Regions from separate parts of the Zea mays genome. Here all the other regions are linked to region 2. The links are chromatin contacts, called in public Hi-C maps. All regions are on one chromosome and are shown on one strand. The core of a region is the stretch at or near the end of the contact, and the rest is flanking DNA. Distances in the headings are between cores, read along the strand shown.

Region 1 (3,629 bases), core at 907-3,406, 180 kb before region 2:
GGTTCATCTGATAACATCTGAAACAGAATCTATATTTCTCACGTCATGAAAAGCAATGCATACTGGGGCATCCATTAACCGTTTTCATTCATACATTAGGAGAAATCATTTGAAACAGGATACATCCATACCGCGAACCCTCGATAAGACTTTTAAACTTTGATATGAAATACTTGGATTCCTCTGTTACACAAGTTCTCACTAGGAATTGAAAATATCCTGTTCACTAGAAGCCTTTTGAAATGATAAGGCTACCATATTAAGCGTCACTGATAGTCACCTCAACCTCGACACCTGGTTCAATGGTGATTGAGGTGATCTGCTTGACAACGTCTGGTGTACTGACGAGATCGATCACCCTCTTGTGAATCCTCATCTCAAAGCGATCCCAGGTGTTGGTACCTGAAATAGTCAAGACAATTATCAATAACTGTATCAACAATGTGTATCAAAAGTGAACTCCGAAAAGAAAACCTGTCAGAGGATAATAAGAAACATCACAGCATTTAAGTCAAGGATGAACTGGGCATCAGTTTTAAAAAGCTCGATTTTGAGACATCAAGTATCAGTCCAAACATCATCATCACCTGCCCAGCATGTCCAGAAAATAACAAAACCATAGTCTGAAAATGACATAACCCATATATTAACCTACCATACATAGGGTCATTCAATGTAACAAAATGACATAACCCATATACTCAAGGCATACAAGTGCAGATCCTATTTAACAAAGAAACAAAGAACATCCTCAAAAGTGTAGTAAAAGTAAAAATGATTAGAGAATGAAATGGGGCCAACCATCAGTTTTAAAAAGCTCGAATTTGTTAAGTCCTCAGAAAATCTCAGGAGTAAATTGTTTAGCATCACATGGTTAGCCCACAACAAAGATCAAGCCCAAGTGCCCAACACATTAACTCAGATAACTTAGAGTGACAGGGTGAAGCCCTAAAATAAAGTAGATGCTCAGTATTGAGCTTAACTTTCTAGGATACAGAAGGATATTTAGGAAAGCAAGAAGGTATCAAAAAAGAATATATGGTAACTTAATATATGCATCAGCTGTTCCCTTAAAAAATATGCAGCAACTGTTGGAAATCAGGAAACAAAGGCCTTGAATGCCCAAAATTGGTCACGCAATTTCACCATCAAGACTACCAACTCTGGGCAAAGCCTATTCAATACTAAACGATGCATGCTAAATTTGAGACAGGCCCAAACAAAAAGATTATTTAACAGCCAGTGTGAAAGTAGTATATGATCAAAAACAGTAACTAAACCAATGTTTAGCTAAAACCATGCAATATCTAGAATGTGATCCGCACTAAACATACTATCATAGGCCAAGCATCAGTTTTAAAAAGCTCGGTTTTAGAGACTTCAATGATGTAATATCTCAGCAGCATCTCCTAGTTAACATCATATGTTCAGCCTAAGATCGTATCCAAAGAATACGACACCACACAAATGCGCTTAAATGTTGATACACATTAATACAACATGATCCGTAAACGAAGATGAATCTTTCTCGGTGACAATACGCTAAGCATCAGTTTTAAAAAGCTCGATTTTTGGACATCAGAGATCCCGAAAGATCTCAGTCGATGTAGATGTTAACATCATCTGCTCAGCATACCACACATCGCAACCCACAGCTCTAGATATCCATCACAACAAACGTGACGATTCGAGACCTTCCTGTTGGACGTGAGAAGTTGAGGGGGAGGTAAGGAGAGGTCACCTTCTCCACAGGGAGACTTCCTGGTGGTGATGTGGAGCACCTTGGTAGGCATCCGCACGGGGCCCTTGACCTTGAGCTCCTTACCCTTGGCGCCCTTCACCAGATCCCCGCAGACTGCTCAAAGCGCAACGCCGCAACAACGAGCACGAGGTCAGTCCTTCGATCCCAACCCAACGCCGCATGAACAAAGGAGAAGACATCGGCGAGCGTACCTTTCTCGAGGTTCTTGACGCTCTTGGAGGAGAGCGTGATGCGGATCCTGTGCTGTGGATCCATCATGCCAGCCTCGAACCCGGCCTTGCCAGCCTTCATCGGCGGCGCGTACGCCATATCCGCCGCCATGGGTTGTGGGAGCAGGGAGAGGGACTCGGGCGCTAGGGTTTCGCCTCGTCGATGCCGGAGGAGAGGTGGCGGCGGACAGCGTTAGGTTTTGAGGCTCGCGTGGTGGAGGCATTTATGTAGAGGCGGGGAGGTTGAGGTGAGACCCCGCCTGGCCGTTGGATGTGGCTGAGGTGATCTGGCCGTTGGATCGGAGCTTCGTCCTTCGGGGAGGTGGGGTTTGTCAATGATAGTGGGCCCGTCAAAAGCTCCGGTTCGGGCAAGGCCGCAAGGCTGCGGCCACCGGCCCGCCACGGCCCACGTGTCGAGTTTAGATTCCAGAATCATCTCCTCTCGGGGGAAAAAACCCGTCCGTAGCAGGAACTGTGTCTGCTTTGGATTCGTGACACATATTCGTCCATCGATTGTAAAGTCGCAGGACAAGGATTTGTGATACGTATTTATCTATCAACGTTAAAACAACAGAACAAGGATTTGTAACACATATATTTATCTATCCTCGTGGAAAATAGTGCAACTTTTTATTGTTTCCTAGACTTGTTTGACTGCAACTGAATCCAATCAAATCCACATCTTTTGATTGCAATCCAATCCATATGAAGCCTTGTTCGGTTAATCCCGTTACCCATGGATTGGATGAGATTGGAAAAAATTAAGAAGAAGTTTGACTTGCTCGGGATTTAAACCCACCCAATCCCACTCAATCCATATGAATTGAGAGCTAACCGAACAAGCCCTGAGCTGGGCAAGACTAGAAGTGGAAAACCAGCTCATTTTCCATGCTAATCCATCCCAAACCAAGCCTAATTTAGGTCTTGTTTGATAGAGCTTCACTTCAAAAATTTCAACTTTGTTCCAATTTTTTTCACCCAAACAGGTCCAGCTCCACGAGCTCTAGCTTTAAAAAAATTGAAACTAGAGGCAAGTTTCATGAATTCATAAAGCTTTTTAAAGGGTGCTTCAAAAACATTGTTTTTATATCTCCTCATGAAGTTGTACGAAAATTACCTACCATATCACTGATTACGCAACATACAACTTCCGTTCTCTCGCGACAGGCCACTAATCATTAAGAATAATTAAGTAAACTCACGTAAATCAATTGTAATATAGAAGCTATAGTCCATATGCAAGCCAAACGCTTTTGAAAACCCCACCTTAATAATTTGTTGGAGTTATTTTATGGTGAAGCTGGAAAATCAAATCTGAAGTTTTTGAAGTAAAGACAGGCCCTTAGCTTCATCCAGATTCGCTTGAATCCATGTCGTGTTAATGTGGATTGTGATGCAGATTAGTTAACCTTTTACCACGAGCGAGCGCTGAACTGAGCTAGTTTTGGGGTGCCACCAAATGAGACCTGGCAAGCTGATTCAAATATGATCTCCTGTCCCACACTTCTTTTCTGCGGAAGTGGCCTTCTCATTCTAGTCTGTACAAGCTATTGCATAGATTGTTACTTTCTCCATTTTATAAATATATGATACCGTTGATTTTTTAAAAAAATTATAACTATTTATTTTACTTAAAAAATAATGAGTTATCATTTATT
Region 2 (3,654 bases), core at 247-2,746:
GTCATCTGAAGATCAAAGATCCTAATAAACAGTTTCTGGTTTATGGGTCTAGCAGAGCCAGAAGTGAGCACCTACAACCCTTTTAAGTTAAGCAACACAAGTTGAATTCATGGGAGCATGTGGTTTGTTACCAAGATCCGTTGTATATACATATGACTTATCAATGATTTTCAGGTTGTTGTAACTATCCAGTATCGTACAACTGACCTGTTACCTAGGGGGAAACACTACATGAGTGTTGTTGGTATCCTTGTCTGGTGAGCGAAAATCTCTCTTATCTTTTGTTTCTCTTCTTCGTTTGATTCAGTCCAGTCATTTCCTTAAATTATTTATAGATATGAGGCGGAGGGGGTGATTCTATTGCAGGAGGAGAAGGAGGGAGTGATTCTCCTGGAGGTGGAGGAGGATGAAGTGGTGATCGACTTCAAGCCAACTCCAAGTGCCATGTCGACCTCTGCCTCCGCTCCCTGCACACATCCCTCCCAGACGTCTTCAAGGTCCAGACCTCCTCCCTGCTCAAGTTCCTCGTCAGCACGTTGCGCGGTGTCGTGTCGCCGCTTTCCTCGGTGTCCATACGCGTGGTGCGAGACATCCCGCTTCAACTCTAATCACCCCTTTATGTGCACATCGTCCATATGTGACCCCCTTCTCCATATAATTTCAACAAATTTTACTCTTTTAGGCTCCGTGTAATTTCATTGGTAAAATCTCTACTACTTATTAACGCTGCAAAGTTAACCTGTCATTCCGTGTTATACCTATTTTTATTGGTATTATATGATCCCGTTGTAATGCACGGACACTCACCTTGTTCTAGATTATGAAACTATTTGTTTGGATTATATAAGTGTTTATTTAAAAATGTTAGATTATATAATCTGGTTAGATTATAATTCCAAACAAAATATATCTGAAATTTTAGGCTTAAAATACCTGTGACAAGCAAAATTCAAAACTTTATAACGAGACAAAGGGCGCACGAACGTGCGGAATCAGGCCCTCCCCTCACAGTCACACTGTCACAGTCCGCTCACTCTACATCACTCTGTCCGGGTCCTCCCTCCGCCACTTCAAGCCCCCTCTGTTCCCATGGCCACCACGAGCTTCCGCTCACTCCTGCTCCTGTTCCTCTCCGTCCTCGGCGCCTCCGCGCGCAACGAGGAGGACGCCCGCGCGCTCGCGGCGCTCAAGCGGGCGCTAGACCCGGCCGGCCGGGTCCTCGGCTCCTGGGACCCCTCCGGCGACCCATGCGCCGGCTCATTCGTCGGCCTGACCTGCGGCCGCGACGGCCGCGTCACCGCCGTATCGCTGCAGGGCCGCGGGCTCTCGGGAACCCTGCCGCCGGCGGTCGCCGGGCTGCGGCGGCTCCAGGGGCTGTACCTCCACTACAACGGCATCAAGGGGCCCATTCCGCGGGAGATTGGGAAGCTGTCCGAGCTCACGGACCTGTACCTCGACGTGAACCATCTCACCGGGCCCGTGCCCGTGGAGATTGCTGCCATTGCCAACCTCCAAGGTGAGATTTTGAGCTTTCCGTGCCTTCATTCTCGGGTTTTTCTGGGTGGAAAGTTGGATAAAGGACATCTTCTTGGTTGGCTTTTCCTGGGTTCAGTAATCAGTGAACATTTCGCTTGCCTGGTGACTGGGGTTTACGTGCCTGACATTCTGAGCTCGTTCGTATTTCGGATTTGAACACTGGGGGAGGAATATGTTCTCTTCCTCCATTTGACCTTTATAAAGGGGCTACTTCACCTTTTGCTAAGTTACAGAAATCCTTTTAGGGGTCTTCCATGCTGGATATCTTGCTTTCTTTTCAAACCAAAGTGGCACTGTTTAAGTACAAGTTGCGTAAGCTCCATTTTCAGCGATTCAAGAACCATTGCACTATCCATGGCCGTTCTTTCCTCGTTTTGGTACAAAGGATCCGTATTTCAAATGGCGAAAATGGTTATTCCATTTTTCGTCAGTTTCTTGCTGTTTTTTTTTGGCAGAATGGAGACATCTTAAAGTCAGTTTTGTTTTTAGGTGGCTCATTTACTCGTCTGCTACTGTATAGTACTAGAGTTTGATAGAGTATTTGTGAGCAGAAAGCGCGAAAAGCAGTTGCCCATCAATGTGAAAATTCAACCGCTATGCACTCGCTTCTTACTAGGTGCTGCACCCAGCACCTACATGCCACAATCAGTGCAACGGTTATTTTTTTGAAACGGGTCATGTGTATACTTCTCACCAACCACTCTCTGATTTTGCGTTTCTATTCTGGGTTTTCTTTTGGAGCAGTGTGTAGCAGTCAAATGTTTATATTTTATTTTATTCGTGCACATCTGTGCGAGCTTCTTTGAGAGTTGAAGCATTGGCCACCGGTATATTTTACTCAATATTTTTGTTTCTGCTTCTGAGGGGACTATTTTTGCGGCGTGGCTTCAGATTGGATCTGTCGCTGAGATACAGAACGTTTGCCAGCAGGACAGAAGGAATTTCTTCGATTTGACTTGATTTTGAGCTCTTTGTGTTACCTTTTTTTTCTGCTCTTTGTGAAATCTGAACCGGGACTAATCATACATGTGGATACGGCTTTGATGATTAGGTCTTCCCCACCAATGTCGATCTGTCGTTCTTCTGTTCATGTTTTGGTGTTTTGTAGAACTAGGTTTATAGTAATATTTTGTATCCTAATGGGCATTCGACTAGGAGTATCGTTTGGATGCCACAGGGGTTTATTTGTTTACTTGCACATGCAATTAGTCCACATGCTAGCTGCGTAGGCCAGGTTATGGTCACGTCTATCATGAAAGTTCAGAAAAGAGCTGATGAGTTTGGTCTTTTAACATCAAAAGTGCTGATTTGCAATGCCATAAATTAATTTACATAGTTCTCTCACTACCCTTTTGCAGTGTTGCAGCTTGGTTACAATCAGTTGACAGGCAGCATACCTCCCCAGCTGGGCAACCTGAATAAGCTAACCGTGCTCGCGATGCAGTCTAATCAGCTTGATGGAGCCATTCCGGCAACCCTTGGTGAGCTAACACAGCTGAGACGGCTTGATTTGAGCTTCAACAGCCTGTTTGGTTCAATCCCATCCAAGATTGCTGAGGTTCCATTGCTTGAGGTCTTTGATGTTCGCAACAACACCCTTTCTGGGAGTGTCCCTGTTGGTAATAATCTCATAGCCTTTCTGAAACTTGTACTTTTTTTTGTTAGTCTTCATGGTATTTTAACCACTACAATTCTGTGTTGGATGCTAGGATTGAGGAGACTGAATGGTGGCTTCCAGTATATGAATAACAAAGGGCTTTGTGGCGCTGGCTTCAGTTTGCTAGAGCTTTGCCTTTCTTCAGAGGATGGCCTGAAGCCCAGCAAGCCCGAGCCTTTTGGACCAGACGGTACTGTCAAGACAAGGCAGGTGCCTCAATCAGCAAATCCAGACGGCTGCTCAGGCGCTAGCTGCTCAAAGTCCGCAAACGCGTCCCAAGGAGTTCTTATCGTCGCTGTTGTCGCGGCGGTGATCGGTGCTGCATTTTGCGGTTTATTTGCGTTCTCCTGGTACCGCCGGCAGAAACAGAAGATCGGAAGCTCGCTGGAGGTTTCTGATAGCAGGCTCAGCACCGACCATTTCCAGCAGAAGGAAGCCTGCAGAAGGAGCGCCTCTCCTTT
Region 3 (3,793 bases), core at 283-2,782, 170 kb after region 2:
ATTACCAGGTTCACCGCAAAACTATAAGGCGCCGTTTGTTTCCTTTCATTTTGAGGAATTGGAATCTTACTATTGGAATAAGCTATTTTTTTAGAATGTGAAATTCCACCACTTTCCAAAGTTATCGTATAAGCCTATCTCAAATTCATGGGTGAGAGATAGAAATTGATTCTATAAATTTACATGCTATTTTTTCAATGTACAACTTATAGCACACTCTTCTACTTGCTTCGTTATAACTATCTCTCTCATATGATTTAAGATAATATACAAATATATTACATATATAAATATATGAACTTAATTAGTTTTGTCTAAATTATAATTATTAAAATGGAATTCAATTCCAACGAAACAAACGGGGCCTAACACAATATGGAGGATCTTTCAGCTACAAGTGTGCGAACTCTTATGTTATCAAGTAACCTAACAAACAATTGGCTAAAGTTAAGCTGCTTACTGCAAGGACAGTTCATCACTATGATTCTTACTTGACACAAAAATCTCCAACTAAGGTCTGTAATTGCCAACAGTGAGCTGCTTAACGATACACACTCCTAGCAGTGAGTTCCGTGATGATCTTCAAGAATTTTGCCACTTGAAAAGTTGTCACACTTGAGACTTCAAATTATGGCATAAAAATGCCAAATCAAGTGCACAACAAAATATAGGCGTGCAATTTAGTTTCATCATTCTAACCGAAAATGACCATCAGTCTGTCTGTGAACTCAAAATACCATCTAGACTTCCGAACACGTTATCCAGCAAAAAAAAGCCTGCTGTTTTGTCTTAAGGAGTGCTGCGCTCTGCGCTTCCTTTTTTTTTTTTGCTGATTAGCCCAAAATTCGAATTCAGTCTTACTATTCGGGGCCGCGGTTTGGTCACAGGAACTCCCAACAGACTGTACATACCATAGACTGAAACCTTATAATTATAGAGCGCTGAATTTTGTTAACAGGCTCGGTACGGTAGTCCGTCACCTCTTAAAGCAGGCGACGAGGTCGTCCACCTCGGCGGCGTCAACGTCTGCGAGTACCTCCTGCGGGTGCGGGTGCCCCTCGGGGGCCTCACCGGTCTCCGGCGCGGATCCTGTGCGGTCGAGCATCTGGGACCGCGGCGGGGGCCGGTAGAGGAAGAGGTCGTAGAGGAACCTGCCCTGCGGCGTGAGCAGCGCGGCGTAGGCGGGCGCCGCGGGGCCCCGCGCGGGCGCGTTCGGCGTGGGCGCGTACCGCTGCGGCGACGACGCGCCGGCCGCGGAGAAGGCGGAGAGGAGGTCGTTGGTGAGCAGCGAGTGGAGGAAGCGCGCCGCCTCGGGCCCCGCGAAGCGGACCACGGCGCGGGACGCCAGGCGGCAGGCCAGCACCCCCGGGCCGCGGCGCGGGGCCGGGGTCGTGTGGAGGGCGCGCGCGCCGCGCGGCAGCGGCTGGAGGAGTAGGCGGCGCGCGAGCGGCGGCGGCGGCATGGGTGTGTGTCACTCACTGGTCTGTGAAGTTGTCGAACCGATGGGTTGGGCTGCTTGGTGGTGGTTCGACGGGTTCTGGGCGTTTCTCTTTTGTTTTCCGGACGTGATGGTGCCAAAGCGTGGGGTGGACACGCGTGGCCAGGGGGCAGACGTGGCGTGAGGAGGGAGGGTCCGTCGTCCGCGTGGCCGTGCAGGTAGGAGGAAAGGACGAGAAACCACGGCCGGGGCCAAGCGGCGTGTTCACGATCAATCCGAGGCGGCCAGGCGGGTGACGTCCCCTCTGGCTCTGGTTCGGTTTGGACAGCCAGCAGCAGAGCATCTATTTTTTTTACGCAAACACAGAAGCAGATCGCTTCACATCCTTCAGCGACCCAAACAACTAGCAACAACACAGCAAAGCCAACTCAGACATACCGACTCAGGTTTACAATATACGCGATGATGATTTTACAGCAAGACTGGACGACACAAATTGTTTCACATCACGGATAATAAGGTAGCAGAGCACTGTACAGCTACAGAATCAGACAATAGCACGCGAGGTGCTGGGCGGACTCCGGTTACCTGGACCTCAGGTCGTTTCCTTGAAACGATCTTGAACCTAAACCTTGCATAGTAGTACAAACCAGCTGTTTATTTATCTACTCTATATATCTACTCCGTCCATGCTCTTCAGGAGATAGGGATGACCCGTGATTTTGGCTTCCCGTTGCGCCTCGGATCACGGCCTTGCTCGGTCCCAGGAAGCGCCCAGCCTGAGGCCGATCGCCGGTCACGTCCATTGGAGCTACGGTCACCTGCGGTACACCAACAGAAAGACGACTCAAGGTTAGAGAACGCGGATCTCGGTGGACCAACATAAGCTGCAGAGGACTCATCTTGACAAACCATTAGTAGAAAAGCACACATTCAGAACTACAGAAGACTCCCAACATAATCTCAGGACGAAGAATCCAAGCATTATTTCAGTTATTAATATGCCGCAGTTTTGGCTGCTGCATAAACCTGTGTGCCAGTTACTGCTGCAAAGCAGAAGTAAGCACCTAGCAAATCGGTAAAGAAGGAAGACTACAAGGATGGGCAGCAGAGAGATGCTCATGTTCACCTGTTCATAACCATGAATGGCCCTGCTCGTTGTCAGGCATGGATAGAAGTCGTGGGGTAAGATTTCATCCTAACCATTTCTGGAATCCAAAGTAGTCACTATTGCCATGTATTCATGGACATTGTTTATTACCCACACAATGTGCACCGAGTCTAGTAAAAGATGCTCAAGCAACATGTTTAACTCCACAGTGTTCACATCAGATTATGATAGCTCTACTAAATGAATAACAAAAATGATTTGGTGTTTTGTATTTATATTACTTCAAATTTCAGCATCGACTTAGTATAAATAAATACACAGACAAGATGCAACTGTATAGTGGATTGCGACCTCTTAGAAGGAATAAATCTTCTTCATCGAGAAATAATGCTAATAAAATAAATAATTTATTTTCAGAAAGGATAACATCCTTGGTTGATCAAGTCAACAATTGACAAGCAATTTGCATAACTTCTTCCAAGAGAAGATGTCTAGTGCACATGGGAGTTTGGCGCACATGGCGCATATATTAAATTATCACTATCCATCATCTCAGATCTAACGTCTCTAGTTGCTTGTTATATTTTACAAATATCATCTTCCACTACTACACTCCACCACTTCAGATGGTGTTTTTTTGCAAAATATACAAATCAATTAGAGCGTTAGATCTAAGATGGATGATGATAATTTAATATGTGCATCAAACCTCCATGTGCACCAAATATGTCCTCCTTACAAATATGAAGCTAGGCTTACCAGAATTATCGCTATTAGGTGCACCAGCATTGTGGTTCCAGTCAGGCAAGTAATGTCCAGCATTCCCCTTCCATGATTGCTCAAATCCAGCTAGTTCATCTATAAAGTGCTTGAGTTATAATTAATTAACGAAAAACTGATATCAAGCACATCAAGGAAAGTTATACATATCAAACTAACCTTCATTCAGGTTGTGCAGTGTCTGTGTGGTGTCAACCTTCCCATCCGAATTCAGTTTCCTTGTCAGGGAATGTCCCTACAAAATACAAAGAAAAAATAGCTATACTGCACCAAATTGAAGGCTCTTTTATTTGTAAATACAAAGAAAAAATAATTATACTGGACCAAATTGAAGTTTTTTTTTGCATTTTTTGATCCATTATCAATTGATAAGTCAAATATGTGCTCTGTACACAATCCTGTGTGCACTGGGCTATTCAATATAATTTTGATTAACCAAATACAGCTCTGACATAGCAAAGATT

What was found. A called contact is a pair of places that touch in the nucleus more often than the background predicts.
Region 1: a contact with region 2 is called in a Hi-C map of ear, with 2.6 times the contacts expected there. The contact joins the promoter of LOC100194044 here to the promoter of LOC100272330 in region 2. A contact is called at or near these places in 2 of 25 Hi-C or Micro-C datasets (ear and tassel).
Region 3: a contact with region 2 is called in a Hi-C map of tassel, with 4 times the contacts expected there. The contact joins the promoter of LOC100280888 here to the promoter of LOC100272330 in region 2. A contact is called at or near these places in 3 of 25 Hi-C or Micro-C datasets (ear, leaf and tassel).

What each region holds. Positions count from the first base shown.
Region 1 is chr9:24,534,051-24,537,679 of Zm-B73-REFERENCE-NAM-5.0, reverse strand. It overlaps LOC100194044 (40S ribosomal protein S20), which reads right to left and starts at 2,156. Exons shown (of 3, transcript NM_001377195.1): 1 at 1,954-2,156; 2 at 1,742-1,855; 3 at 49-402. The coding sequence starts at 2,083. The coding sequence ends at 260. LOC111590248 (small nucleolar RNA SNORD36) reads right to left here and starts at 1,629; the gene lies at 1,544-1,629. It overlaps LOC111590252 (small nucleolar RNA SNORD36), which reads right to left and starts at 1,429; the gene lies at 1,345-1,429. It overlaps LOC111590250 (small nucleolar RNA SNORD36), which reads right to left and starts at 876; the gene lies at 798-876. It also overlaps LOC111590251.
Region 2 is chr9:24,349,781-24,353,434 of Zm-B73-REFERENCE-NAM-5.0, reverse strand. LOC100272330 (Putative leucine-rich repeat protein kinase family protein) reads left to right here and starts at 1,496. Exons shown (of 4, transcript NM_001146814.1): 1 at 1,496-1,516; 2 at 2,895-3,155; 3 at 3,246-3,654. The coding sequence starts at 2,975.
Region 3 is chr9:24,181,595-24,185,387 of Zm-B73-REFERENCE-NAM-5.0, reverse strand. LOC100280888 (aminomethyltransferase) reads right to left here and starts at 1,532. Exons shown (of 5, transcript NM_001367145.1): 1 at 981-1,532. The coding sequence starts at 1,462. LOC100502305 (glycine-rich protein) reads right to left here. Exons shown (of 7, transcript NM_001414447.1): 5 at 3,489-3,564; 6 at 3,309-3,407; 7 at 1,761-2,259. The coding sequence ends at 2,135.